Regions from separate parts of the Sus scrofa genome. Here region 1 is linked to region 2. Evidence: chromatin contacts called from public promoter capture Hi-C data. All regions are on one chromosome and are shown on one strand. The core of a region is the stretch at or near the end of the contact, and the rest is flanking DNA. Distances in the headings are between cores, read along the strand shown.

Region 1 (5,582 bases), core at 273-2,772, 52 kb after region 2:
AAGGAGGGGCGTGTTGGCCCACTTCTGGGAGCCTGAGTAGTTGTGTGCTAAGGAATCTGGTGCCATGCTGGGACCAGCCTGCCCAGGGTACAAAATTCCCTGACCGAATTGAGAAAACCCATCAGGGCAGCCGAGACAATAGAGATTCCATCCCAGGCCTTGCTGGTGGGACTGGGGCAGGGAAACCACAAAGACCCCACGAGGGGGTGGAGACAGAAGAAAAGAAGGTTGGTCTGAAGAAGCACAAGCAATGGTAGATTCTTTACACACACACACACACACAAACACACACGCACACACCCCTCAGCCAGCTAGGGTGTGTGTACTAACTAACCTCATACATTTAGGAACCTCTTCCCACAACCCCGGAGCCTGCCAAGCCCTGGGTTTCCCACCCTACCCCAGCCCAGCTTGGCTTGGCAGCCTCCCTTGGGCTTCCTGCTCCTTCGATTGCTCCCCAACATCAAAGCCACCGCTGCCCGGGAGCTGAAAATGAGAGACAAGTAGAGACCAGGAGAGCAGCGCCTCTCCTGAAGGTCCTCGGGGAACTCAGGCCTGAGGGCTCCTCTCCTTCTCCCAAGCTTTCGCCTTTTGCTGCAGTATCCTTATAAGGGAGAAGCCAATTCTCCCATCCCTCTGGCTTAAAATATATACATATTCCCCAGGCTAGATGCTGACTTTTCATCTCCTGCAAGAGAAAGCACCACCCCCACCACCCTCGCTCCATGGCAGGTTTTGCTTTTTAATTCTCATCTTAAACAAACAAACAAACATTAAAACCATTGGCTGGCTCAGAGCGCCTTGTAGCCGGGAGCCAGGAAGTGTTTCGAGGGAAAGGGGTGGGAGGAGGGTGCCCGGGGTCCGAGACACCCCGAAACCGCTGGAACGGGGAGGCGTTGGGGGTCGGCAACCTGCTCGGCGCTAGGGCTGGAGCTCCCGTTCCCACCGCTTCCGCGGATCGGCCCGCGGCCGGGAACCCTCGGCTCCTTCCATTGTTGCACCTCGGCTGTTGCCATGTTGGAGGGAGAGCCCCTGACCTCTACTCGCTCCATTCCGCGGGCAATCTGCAGACCCTGGGCCGAGGCTCCCGGCTGGGTGCGCGTCCTACCTGTGCTCACTGCGGGTTTCCTGCAAGACCCGACGGCTCGTGTGCTCGGCGACGTGGGCTGCTGGCTGCGGGCGGCACCTACACCCGCGCGAGCCGGCCCCGCACCGCCTCCTCCCGGGCCGCTCCCCTCTCCGGGCTGCACGCGGCGGGCGCCGGCCTCGGGGTCTCGGGGCGGCGGTGAGGCAGGAGAGGGCGCGAGGACCCGCTTGCAGGGGTAAAAGTCCTCCCGGCCGAGAGCGTGCGCAAGCCCGCAGAGTCAGGCCACCCCGGGTGAGACAATAGCGGGAGCAGCGGGCGAGAGGGGAGAAGCCATCTCCCGGAGACCCGGCGCACTGCACCGCGACGCGAGGCTCGGCCAGACCCGGCCCGGAGAGGCAGCCGCCGGCCGCGGCTCCAGCCCGCAGCGCCCACAACGCGGCGAGCGGGAGGGCGGGGCGGGTCCTGGAACCCTGACCGCCCTCCCTCCCTTCCCCTCCCTTCCCCTCCCTTTCTCCCTCCCTCCCTCCCCTGCCAGTGCGCGGGGGAAGAGAAACGCGGTGGCGTCAAGTTGTGCTTCGGCAACCCTAGAGCCAAGATTTCCACTTCCCACTTGCGTGAGGGTTTTTGCAGATGGTCGTTATTCTTCCCTGCTGGGACCCTTTTGCTCTGGGTCAAATGAATGCCAAGTCATTCTAGAAATGACGGAGTTTTGAGTCCAGTTATCAGCCCGAAGACTTTGCCCCCATCATTAAGATAGCGACGCCCCCCAAAGAGCCCCCACCTTAAGGATGGAGGTGGCAATGAGGGGGAAGCTGTCTCAGCGCTTTGCACACTGCACACTCAGCCTCGTTCGTTTTTCTATTCGCCCTAGTGGGTCGTCTGACCTGAGCCCCAGAAAATAGCAATCAACAACCTGAGGGGGATGGGACGGTAACAGGTCCTCCAACCCAACTATGGCATGCAAAAATCTTTCATACAGTATGTTATATTTACAATTTTGACTCTAAGTACCTTTTTTTGAGCAGTGGTCTCTAGAAGAATTTTTCTAAGGGCTCCACCCAAAGAAACAAGTAGTTGGCCAGCTCCTCATTTGCATTTGGTTTGCATAGTAACTATGATCTCTGATGTCAAAATACATTTTCCTCAAACCTTGAATCTTGTTCTCCCCCATGTGGTCCTCCTTTTTCTTTCTTCCTTCCTCCCTTCCTTCTCTCTTCTCTCTTTCCTCCATTTCTTTCCTTCTTTCTCTCTCTATCCCTCCCTCCCCTTCTTTCTTTTCTTCCTTTCTTTCTTTCTTTTCTTTTCTTTCTTTCTGTCTTTTTTGTTCTTTTTGGCCAGACTATGATCAGCACCTGCTTCTCACTCTCACTCCTCTGCAATCCCCCTTAGGTATCTAGGGCTCAATATTCCTGGCCTCCCTTAGATGCCCAGGATTCTCCAGCCAGTATTCCCAGAAGAAGATCTGTCAACCAGCTCCTTCTCTAGTCCCAAGGAATTATTTGTGGAAATCCTACTATTCCAGTCTGTTTGGATTTCAGTGGAGGTTTTTTTTTTTAAAGGGTGTCAGAAAGGCCTTTTTTTGTGTGTGTCTTTTGAGGGCTGCACCCGTGGCATATGGAGGTTTGCATAGTAAGGACCCCCAGGCTAGGGGTTGTATCAGAGCTACAGCCTCTAGCCTACACCACAGCCTCAGCAACACCAGATCCAAGCCTCGTCGTGGAACTACACCACAGCTCACCACACCGCCGGATCCTTAACCCACTGAGCGAGCCAGGGATCGAACCCGAAACCTCATGGTTCCTGGTTGGATTTGTTTCCGCTGTGCCACAAAGGGAACTCCCAGAAAGGCCTTTTTAAAAGAAATCTTTTAAAATTTCTAATTAATATGAAGCTTAAACAAACCCAAGATGAGTTTTAGATTCATGGACTTAATAGAATTGAAAGACACTCCAGAGCTCAAGGAAGGATAACTGTATGCTGGGAAGGGAATTTGAATAACTGGAGGGAGTCCTATGTAGGGGGAGAAAGTCATATAAAAAGTAGGTTCTGGAGTTCCCTGGTAGCCTAGTGGTTAAGGATCTGGCATTGTCACTGCTGTGGCTGGAGTCACTACTGTGGCTCAGGTTCAATCCCTGGCCCAGGAACTCCTGCATGACACAGACGCCCCCCCCCCCAAAAAAAAGGCGAATTCATGATTCAGAAGGGTCTTTCAGGATCTTTTGTTTTTCTCACATAAGATGAAATTTGGGCAAATGCAAAGGACCCTTAATAGCAGGCAACCTTGAGTAAGATAATGAGAGGAGAAGCTCATGAAAGGAGATGTGGCAGAGGTTTGTATTTCTTCTCTACCCACTGCACTGTGACCTTGGGTTGTCCATCTCACCCTCTGAGCATCCATAGTCCTATCAGCTTCACTTAGCACTCAGGGCTGTTGGGAAGATCAAAGGAAAGACTATAATGGACCATTTTGATGGCTGCAGGCAGCACGCTCTGCACATATGACAGATACATGATGCTATTCCTGATCCTCAAGTGTCACAAGGGATAAAAACATGCATTCGTTGCTTGTTCACAACACAAATATTTGTGGCAGCATACCGTGTGCCTGTCATCAGACCTAAGCTTGGACACCAGAGAGAACAGAGTAGTAGCACAGGGGCCATCCGTGGTCCAATGCTGCTGGACTGAAAAGTCTTCAGTGGAGAGACAATAGGAAATAGGACTGCCTGGGTCTCTGGGCTGAGGATCTTGTCATATTAAAGGCATTATAATACTTCTTCTTTTTTTTTTTGGCACGCTCAATATGGGAAAGTTCCCAGGCCAGGGATTGAACACACACCACAGCAGCGATCCAAGCCACAGCAGTGACAACCTGCTGCACCACAAGAGAATTCCTAATGCGTTTCTATAGGGAGAAAAATTTTCATTATGAGAGAAACCAGGGCATGTTGGAGTTGCTCAGTGGTAAAAAAAAAAAAAAAAAAAAAAAAACCCGGACTAGGATCCATGAAGATGTGGGTTCGATCCCTGGCCTTGCTCAGTGGGTTAAGCATCCGGTGTTGCCATGAGCTGTGGTGTAGGTCACAGATGTGGCTTGGATCTGGCATTGCTGTGGCTGTGGCGTAGGCTGGCAGCTACAACTCTGATTTGACCTCTAGCCTGGGACCCTCCACATACGCAGGTGCAGGCCTAAAAAGACAAATAATAAATAAATAAATAATAAAAATAAAAGAAGCACTGACAGGAATGAGAGTGGTAGCTTCTAAGGTAGGGAAATGGAACTGTCAGCAGAGTCGTAGATATGGCTGGGATGGGATATTCTGCTATGTAGTGGCTATGCTATGAATATTTTCATCATTTTATCCTGCAGCTGAGGAAGCCCAGGTATAGAATGTTAAATCAGGGTTGAGTGATTGCAGGATAAGTACGGTTGAAGGAAAAAAGGGAAAGAGGGTTTCTGACAAAAGAGGAAAAGCCCAAGGAGGAGCCGGGAGCTGAAGAATCTTGAAGCTGTGAATCTTGAAGAAGTGGGAGCTAAGAGACTGAGCTCTTGCTAATCTTTTCTCTGGCCAGAGTGGTCCTTCTAAAACATCTGCTTCCTTTGCTTAAAATTGACTAGCGTGTCATCTCTGAGAGGGTAGGGATTTTTTTTTTCTTTCCTTTTCTTTTTAGGGCCCGCACCTGCAGCATATGGAAGCTCTCAGGCTAGGGGTCCAATCGGAGCTGCAGCTGCCAGCCTACGCTACAGCCACAGCAAGGATCTGAGCTACGTCTGCAACCTACACCACAGCTCACAGCAACACCAGATCCTTAACCCACTGAGCAAGGCCAGGGATCGAACCCATATCCTCATGGATACTAGTCAGGTTTGTTTCTGCTGCACCGCAATGGGAACTCTTGTGTTTATTTTTTCTTTTTTAAAAACTGAAGTATAGTTGATTTACAATGTTGTGTTAGTTTCTGGTATTCAGCAAAGTGATTCAGTCATCTATGATTTTTTCCATATTCTTCTCCATTGCAGTTTATCACAGGATACAGAATATAGCTCCCTGGGCTCTACAAGATGCGAGGGTGGACCTCAAGCAAGATGGACCTTGTCGTTTATCCATCCTGTATCTATAATAGTTTGCATCCTCTAATCCCAACTCCCAGTCCATCCCTTCCCTACCCTCCCACCCTCACCTCCCACCCGTGAGGGCAGGGATTTCTTTGCTTTGGTTTTTAATCATTTGTATTCCAGAGCCCAGAATAATTAATGTCTGGCACATAGCATGTGCTCAGTAAAATTGTCAAATGACAGGATCTACTGAACAGCATAGGGCAATCTACCCAGTATTCTGTAATAAACTATATGGGAAAAGAATCTGAAAAGGAATGGATATACGTATATGTATCACTGATGAACTTTGCTATACCCCTGAAACTAACACAACATTGTAAGTCAACTATATTCCAATGAAATTAAAAAAAAGTAAAATTCATGGAGTTCCCGTCA
Region 2 (5,668 bases), core at 2,401-4,900:
CCGCCAGCAGATACTGGTAACGCATGCTGAACTGAGAGTCCTTGAGGCCATCTTTCAGCAACCTAAGAGGCAAAGGGACGGGGGTATCAGGATACCCAAGGGAAGATAGGCAAGCAGGGCGGGGAGCAGTCAGACCCAGCTCCAACTCCTTGGAAAACCAGCCCCGACCTTGGAAAGGAAAACAGACTCTGGCTGCCAAACATGCAGAGATGTGCATCACACCCCAGCCTGCCCACACTGTCTTTAAATGGTGCTCAAATGGTGCATCGGGTTTCCCCTTTCTGTTTCCACCGTGCATGGGGGAAGGGGCGGGGGCCAGGGATGATCCCCAGGGGGCTATACGGGGGTGGGCTGGGACCCCCTGATGAAAAGGTGCTGGCCCAAGGCCATGTGCAAATCAGTAACATACTGGACCCAGACGGCTCAGCTCTCCACCTTTGCAAGCTTTGCAGTAAAATGCTCCCGAGGGAAAGACACGTGTCTACCTCCCTCCTTTCTGCACGTAGTTTTACCAGAAGAAGTAGTGAGTCACTCTCAAGTCCGAGACAGCTCGTTTCAGGAGGAAGCGCACCAAGGGGCTGTCCAGGTAGCACTCGTACTTTAAGGCCTGAGAGGGAGACAGGGGACCAGAGGCTTTGTTGATGGCCAGTCATCTACACCATCCCTGCAGAAGGCAGTCTGTCTTGGGGGTGAGACCATCAGAACTGGAGGGAAAGCCAGTCAACCCACCTGCACGAGCTGGGGCAGGTAGTCGAGCAGCTCAGCATCGGAGAGGGAACCGATCCACTGGACAGCCATACGACGCACTTCCTGGTCTGGAAAGCTGCAGAACAAGCCCAGCCCTCAGACAATCCAGCCGGAGGGTCTGAGGCACAGGAGTGAGCAAACAGCTGCGCACCTGGGCTTCCGAGGCACCGATGGAGAAAAGGCAGTGGCTCCCAGAATCTGCCAAAGCTACCACAAGAGCTAAGTCCTAAACACCCTTTCTGGATTGAAACCCTTGAGAATGGCCCTGGCCCATGGTCAGAGGCAGCCATGGGCCATGGAAGTCACTCTCATTCCCTGTATGAGTTAAAGAAAATGGGGCAAAGTCCTCAAGCCCACCCCCAAAGATCTCTTCCTTGACTCCCACTGTGCCAGAAATTCCTATCATCAAAGAGCCCTTGGGGGAATTCCCATGATGGCTCAGCAGTTACTGAACCCGACTAGCATCCATGAGGACGCAAGTTCGATCCCTGGCCTCGCTCATTGGTTAAGGATCCAGCATTGCAGTGAGCTGTGGTATAGGTCACAGATGTGGCTCAGATCCTGCGTTGCTATGGCTGCAGCATAGGCTGGAAGCTATAACTCCAATTCAACCCCTAGCCTGAGAACCTCCATATGCCGCAGGTGCGGCCCTAAAAAAGAGCCCTTGGGAAGGCCAAAGCATTATCGTGTACCATCTTTTAATGAAAAGCTTGCCAAGCAAATAACAGAGAATCACAGAATTACAATTCTGAATTGCCAGTATACCCTGGCAGGATTAGTTTAGCAGAGGTTAGCAAAACTGTTGCCCCCAAAAGTCCTGAGGGCGAGACACATGGATCAGGTAAATTTTAATTATTAAGAGTGATAGAAAATAAGCAAAGAACATTGGGTACCATCTGGGGGGGGAGCTCTGAGACTGGGAGCCTGTGTCCCCAGAGGAAAGAGGAAAGAGAGGACTGTAAAAATAGAACTAAGTGATAAGGTTTGGGTTACACAGGCATATGCACATGTCAAACCCACTTGTGCATTCGCTTATGTGTAAATTTGACCTCAAAAGAAAAAAATGTAAATAAACATTGAACTCTATTTAACGACACACACACTAAAGTATCTAGGAAGGACTTATGCATCAATTTACCTCAAAATGTGTAAAAAAAGATGATGTAATGATGGAGGGTACCTACACAATCAAGCCAATATAACGAATGCTAATGCTTAGAATCTAGGTGGTGGAAACATGGATGTTCACTATTTAATTTTCAGTTTTGTTGGATGTTTGAAAAGTGTTCATAATATAACATGGGGGGGTGGGAACAGCATAAGAGAAAGAGAAAGGGGGAAAAGCCCTGAACATCCATGCCCGCTTGACCATTCTCCCCAGGGCTGGTTCAGGTCAGCCAGGGGCAGGGTCAGGCCCTGGCTTTGGGAAGGACACGTGGTAAGGAAAGGTGGGTGTTACAACTCACGTGGCATGCAGGAGCCCCAGGGCATCCTGGTGGTTCATGTGAGTCCACTGCTTCAGGAGAACATAGATATCCGGCAGGCAAGCCCACTCCCAGCTGGGGGCGCTAGCGAGCACCAGGGGGAGTGAGCTCACCTCTGAGTGACAATAATACCGCTTCTCCCACAGGCGCTTTTTGTCAGCATCAGTGAGCCTGGAGGTGAGAGGGATAAGGGGAGGTGAGAGAGAGAAGTCAGCCAAGAGGGTAGGGTACTTATTCTCCAAGAGAATGCTACACACTCCAACCCAGTAGTTTCCAAAATTTGCTGCATATTACAATCACTTGAGGAGCTTTGCAAACACCCTCTTGTCCAAGCTACACCCAAATTAAGAACATCTGGGGAACTTAGGCATCAGTATTTTATCTATTGATTTATTTTTATTTCTTAACCATACCCGAGCCATGCAGAAGTTCCCAGGCCGGGGGTCGAACCCGCACCACAGCAGTGACCCAAGCCACAGCAGCAGCAACACCAGGTCCTTAATCCGCTAGGCTGCTAGGGAACACCCACTTTAAAAAATTTATTTATTTGGGGGGGGTTATTTATGCTGGGTTTTTTTGTCTTTTCTAGGGCCGCACCTGCGGCATATGAAGGTTCCCAGGCTAGGGGTCCAATTGGAGCTGTAGCCACCGGCCTATGCCACAGCCACAGCAATGCAGGATCCTTAACCCACTGAGTGAGGCTAGGGATCACACCTGCAACCTCATGGTTCCTAGTCGGATTTGTTAACCACTGAATCATGGTGGGAACTCCTGGAGGGTGGGTTATTTATGTATGTATTTACCTATTTATTTATTTTTGGCAGCATTGGTATTTTTAAGTGATTGCAATGTGTGAGACAAACTTTGGGAGCCAGGGTCCAGATCTCATCTTTGATCCTGACTCAGGGACATCTCAGACCAAGGCAGAATGCAGAGGCCAAGGGCACCAAATTTGCTACCCTTCCTGAGGAGGCCCTTAGGGCACCACTCCCAAGGAGAGCCACCAGAGGGCAGTGGTCGCCACATCAGGGTCTGGGCAGCTGGGAGGCCTCCTGGGGCTTCCTGGAGCCAGCTGGAGGTTTTATAGGACCCGCAGCTAATTGGGCTTCGCCTGAGATCAGGTGTCTAATGGGAGAAGGGAGCTGAGGGGCTAATGAAGCAAGGGGTCAGCAGAGGAGTGGGGGCAGGGATATCCGCAGTCACTCAGCTATTCAGGCTGCTTTGAGTATACTCAGGACACACGGGACAGAGATGAGCCCCACTGCCCTCATTTCCTCCCAAACATCGCATGCCCAGGGCCATGCAGGGACCAGAGAGATACAAGAGAGAGCAGGCAGGGGACAAGCCCATACCCCACCAGCTCCACCAGCTTCTCCAATCCTGGTGAGAGAAGCAGCCCCACGAATAAGATCAGCTTGGATTCTGCTTACCCCTGACAGCTGCCAGCTTGCCTCGACACCTGATCCTTTTTGGAAAGTGACAGGGCCAGAGAAAGGCAAAGGCTGTGAGTGCAGAAGGGGCAGGAGGTGGGGGCAGGGTGGAAAGTACAGCATCCAGTGGTCCCAGCGGACAGCAAATCAGAGACAGCTTATCTATGGGGTGGGGAAAGCTCTGGTCCTCTTGGCAAGTCAAGTCTGGGCTGAATCCTCATTGTGGGGATGGTGGGCCTTCCCAGATCTAACATCCTGACCCTGAGCTCTCCATTTTGCCTACAGTCAGCTCATGAAAAGGGCCTGGGGGCTGCAGAGCCCTCTCTTCACTTCCTGCCTAGGTGGCCATACATCCCACTGTGACTCCCAAAGCAGGAAGACGGGAACCTGCTGGGAGGGAAGAGAGGTCTGCTAGAACCCGAGACACTTAGTGGGGCCCTGAGCCACACACGGGGGATGCCCTGGGCCTTACCAGTACAGGGACTCCTTTTGCATGATGTTTTTAAGCACGCGTTGGTCTTCCTCCCGGAGGCTGCCAAACTCATAGCGGGGGCTGAACTTGTCTCCAGCGGGGCTGGTGAACTTGATGTCGAAGGCCGAGGTGGGGAAGTCAATCTGGGAGATGGCATCAGAGACATCAGAGAGGCGAGGAGAACAGGCAGGCAGGTGTGGCTGCCACTTGCCTGGGCCCCAACTTCCCTCTCCCCTGCCAGAGTTCCCGCCTTCCTCCCTGGCTCCTTAACCCTCAGGTTCTTTGTCTGTAAAATAACCCTGTTGGACTTGGTGATCACTAAAGTCCCTTCCAGTTGTACCTTCTAGCAAAAAAATGAGAAAGGAAAAAGGAAAGAAAGAAAAATGGCCAAGTCGATAAGCAATGGGATTCTGTTGTATAGCACAGGGAACTATATCTAAGCACTTGTGATGGAACATGATGCAGTACAGTGTAAGAAAAAGAATGTATATATGGGGGAGTTCCCTTCGTGGCTCAGTGGTTAACGAATCCAACTAAGAACCATGAGGTTGCAGGTTCGATCCCGGCCTTGCTCAATGAGTTAAAGATCCGGTGTTGCCATGAGCTGTGGTGTAGGTCACAGACACAGCTCAGATCCCACATTGCTGTGGCTCTAGCATAGGCCAGCGGCTACAGCTCCAATTAGACTCCTAGCCTGGGAACCTCCATGTTGCAGGTGCGGCTTTGAAAAGACCAAAAAAAAAAAAAAAAAAAAAAAAAAAAAAATCAACAAAAACAAAGAATGTATATATATGTATGACTCAGTCATGTTGCCATACAGCAGAAATTGAAAGAACATTGTAAATCAACTATAATAAAAAAAATTGTGGAGTTCCCGTCCTGGCTCAGTGGTTAATGAATCCGACTGGGAACCATGAGGTTGTGGGTTCGATCCCTGGCCTCGCTCAGTGGGTTAAGGATCTGGCGTTCCCATGAGCCGTGGTGTAGGTAGCAGACATGGCTCGGATCCCACATAGCTGTGGCTGTGGTGTAGGCTGGCAGCTGTAGCTCCAATTAGACCCCTAGCCTGGGAACCTTCATATGCCGTGGGTGCAGCCCTAAAAAAAAAAAAAAAAAAAAAAAAAAAAAAGACAGAAAAAAAAAATTTTTTTAAAAGAGAAAAATGGCCAAGTGAAAAGAAGAGGAGGCATCTAGATGAGAGGTCTGGCCCCAGGCCAGAACTTGGAAGAGAAGTGTCATTAGGCTGAGCCACTGGGGCCTCTATGCTGAGGGCACTACTGCCTGATGGGAGGTGGGACCACATGCATGGCAAGGGCCCTGCCAACTCAAGCCTTCCAAGCTGGATCCCCTTGCTCTATGCTGCTATGTTCAGCCTCCTAAACCTCACTCAGAGCTCAGTGATTCAGTCCTCAAAGGGAGTTCCATGTTCTTTCATTTAAGAAATATTTACTGAACCCTAACATACACCAAGCACTGTTCTGAGCCCTGGGCAGAAAGCAGTAAGTAAGACAGATAAAAATACCTGCCTCTTATAA

What was found. Promoter capture Hi-C pulls out the DNA fragments that hold promoters and counts their contacts.
Region 1: a contact with region 2 is called in a promoter capture Hi-C map of fetal skeletal muscle, with 2.9 times the contacts expected there. The contact joins the promoter of PIK3C2B here to the enhancer-like site in region 2. A contact is called at or near these places in 5 of 5 promoter capture datasets (fetal liver, fetal skeletal muscle, liver and 1 more), 34 of 47 Hi-C or Micro-C datasets (adipose tissue, alveolar macrophages, blood and 16 more) and 2 of 2 datasets of contacts at active chromatin or transcription factors (alveolar macrophages and skeletal muscle).

Annotation. Positions count from the first base shown.
Region 1 is chr9:65,153,321-65,158,902 of Sscrofa11.1, forward strand. PIK3C2B (phosphatidylinositol 4-phosphate 3-kinase C2 domain-containing subunit beta) reads right to left here and starts at 1,523. Exons shown (of 33, transcript XM_003357389.5): 1 at 1,109-1,523.
Region 2 is chr9:65,099,586-65,105,253 of Sscrofa11.1, forward strand. It overlaps PIK3C2B (phosphatidylinositol 4-phosphate 3-kinase C2 domain-containing subunit beta), which reads right to left. Exons shown (of 33, transcript XM_003357389.5): 15 at 4,134-4,276; 16 at 2,214-2,402; 17 at 730-823; 18 at 513-607; 19 at 1-62. Among named protein-coding and RNA genes, the nearest start is that of PPP1R15B, 33 kb to the left of the region's middle. Within about 2 kb of position 3,651, at least 9 of the 83 cell types and tissues checked have an H3K27ac peak or open chromatin away from gene starts, as enhancers often do. A contact at or near this core is called in fetal skeletal muscle, omental adipose tissue and skeletal muscle, where this site is marked.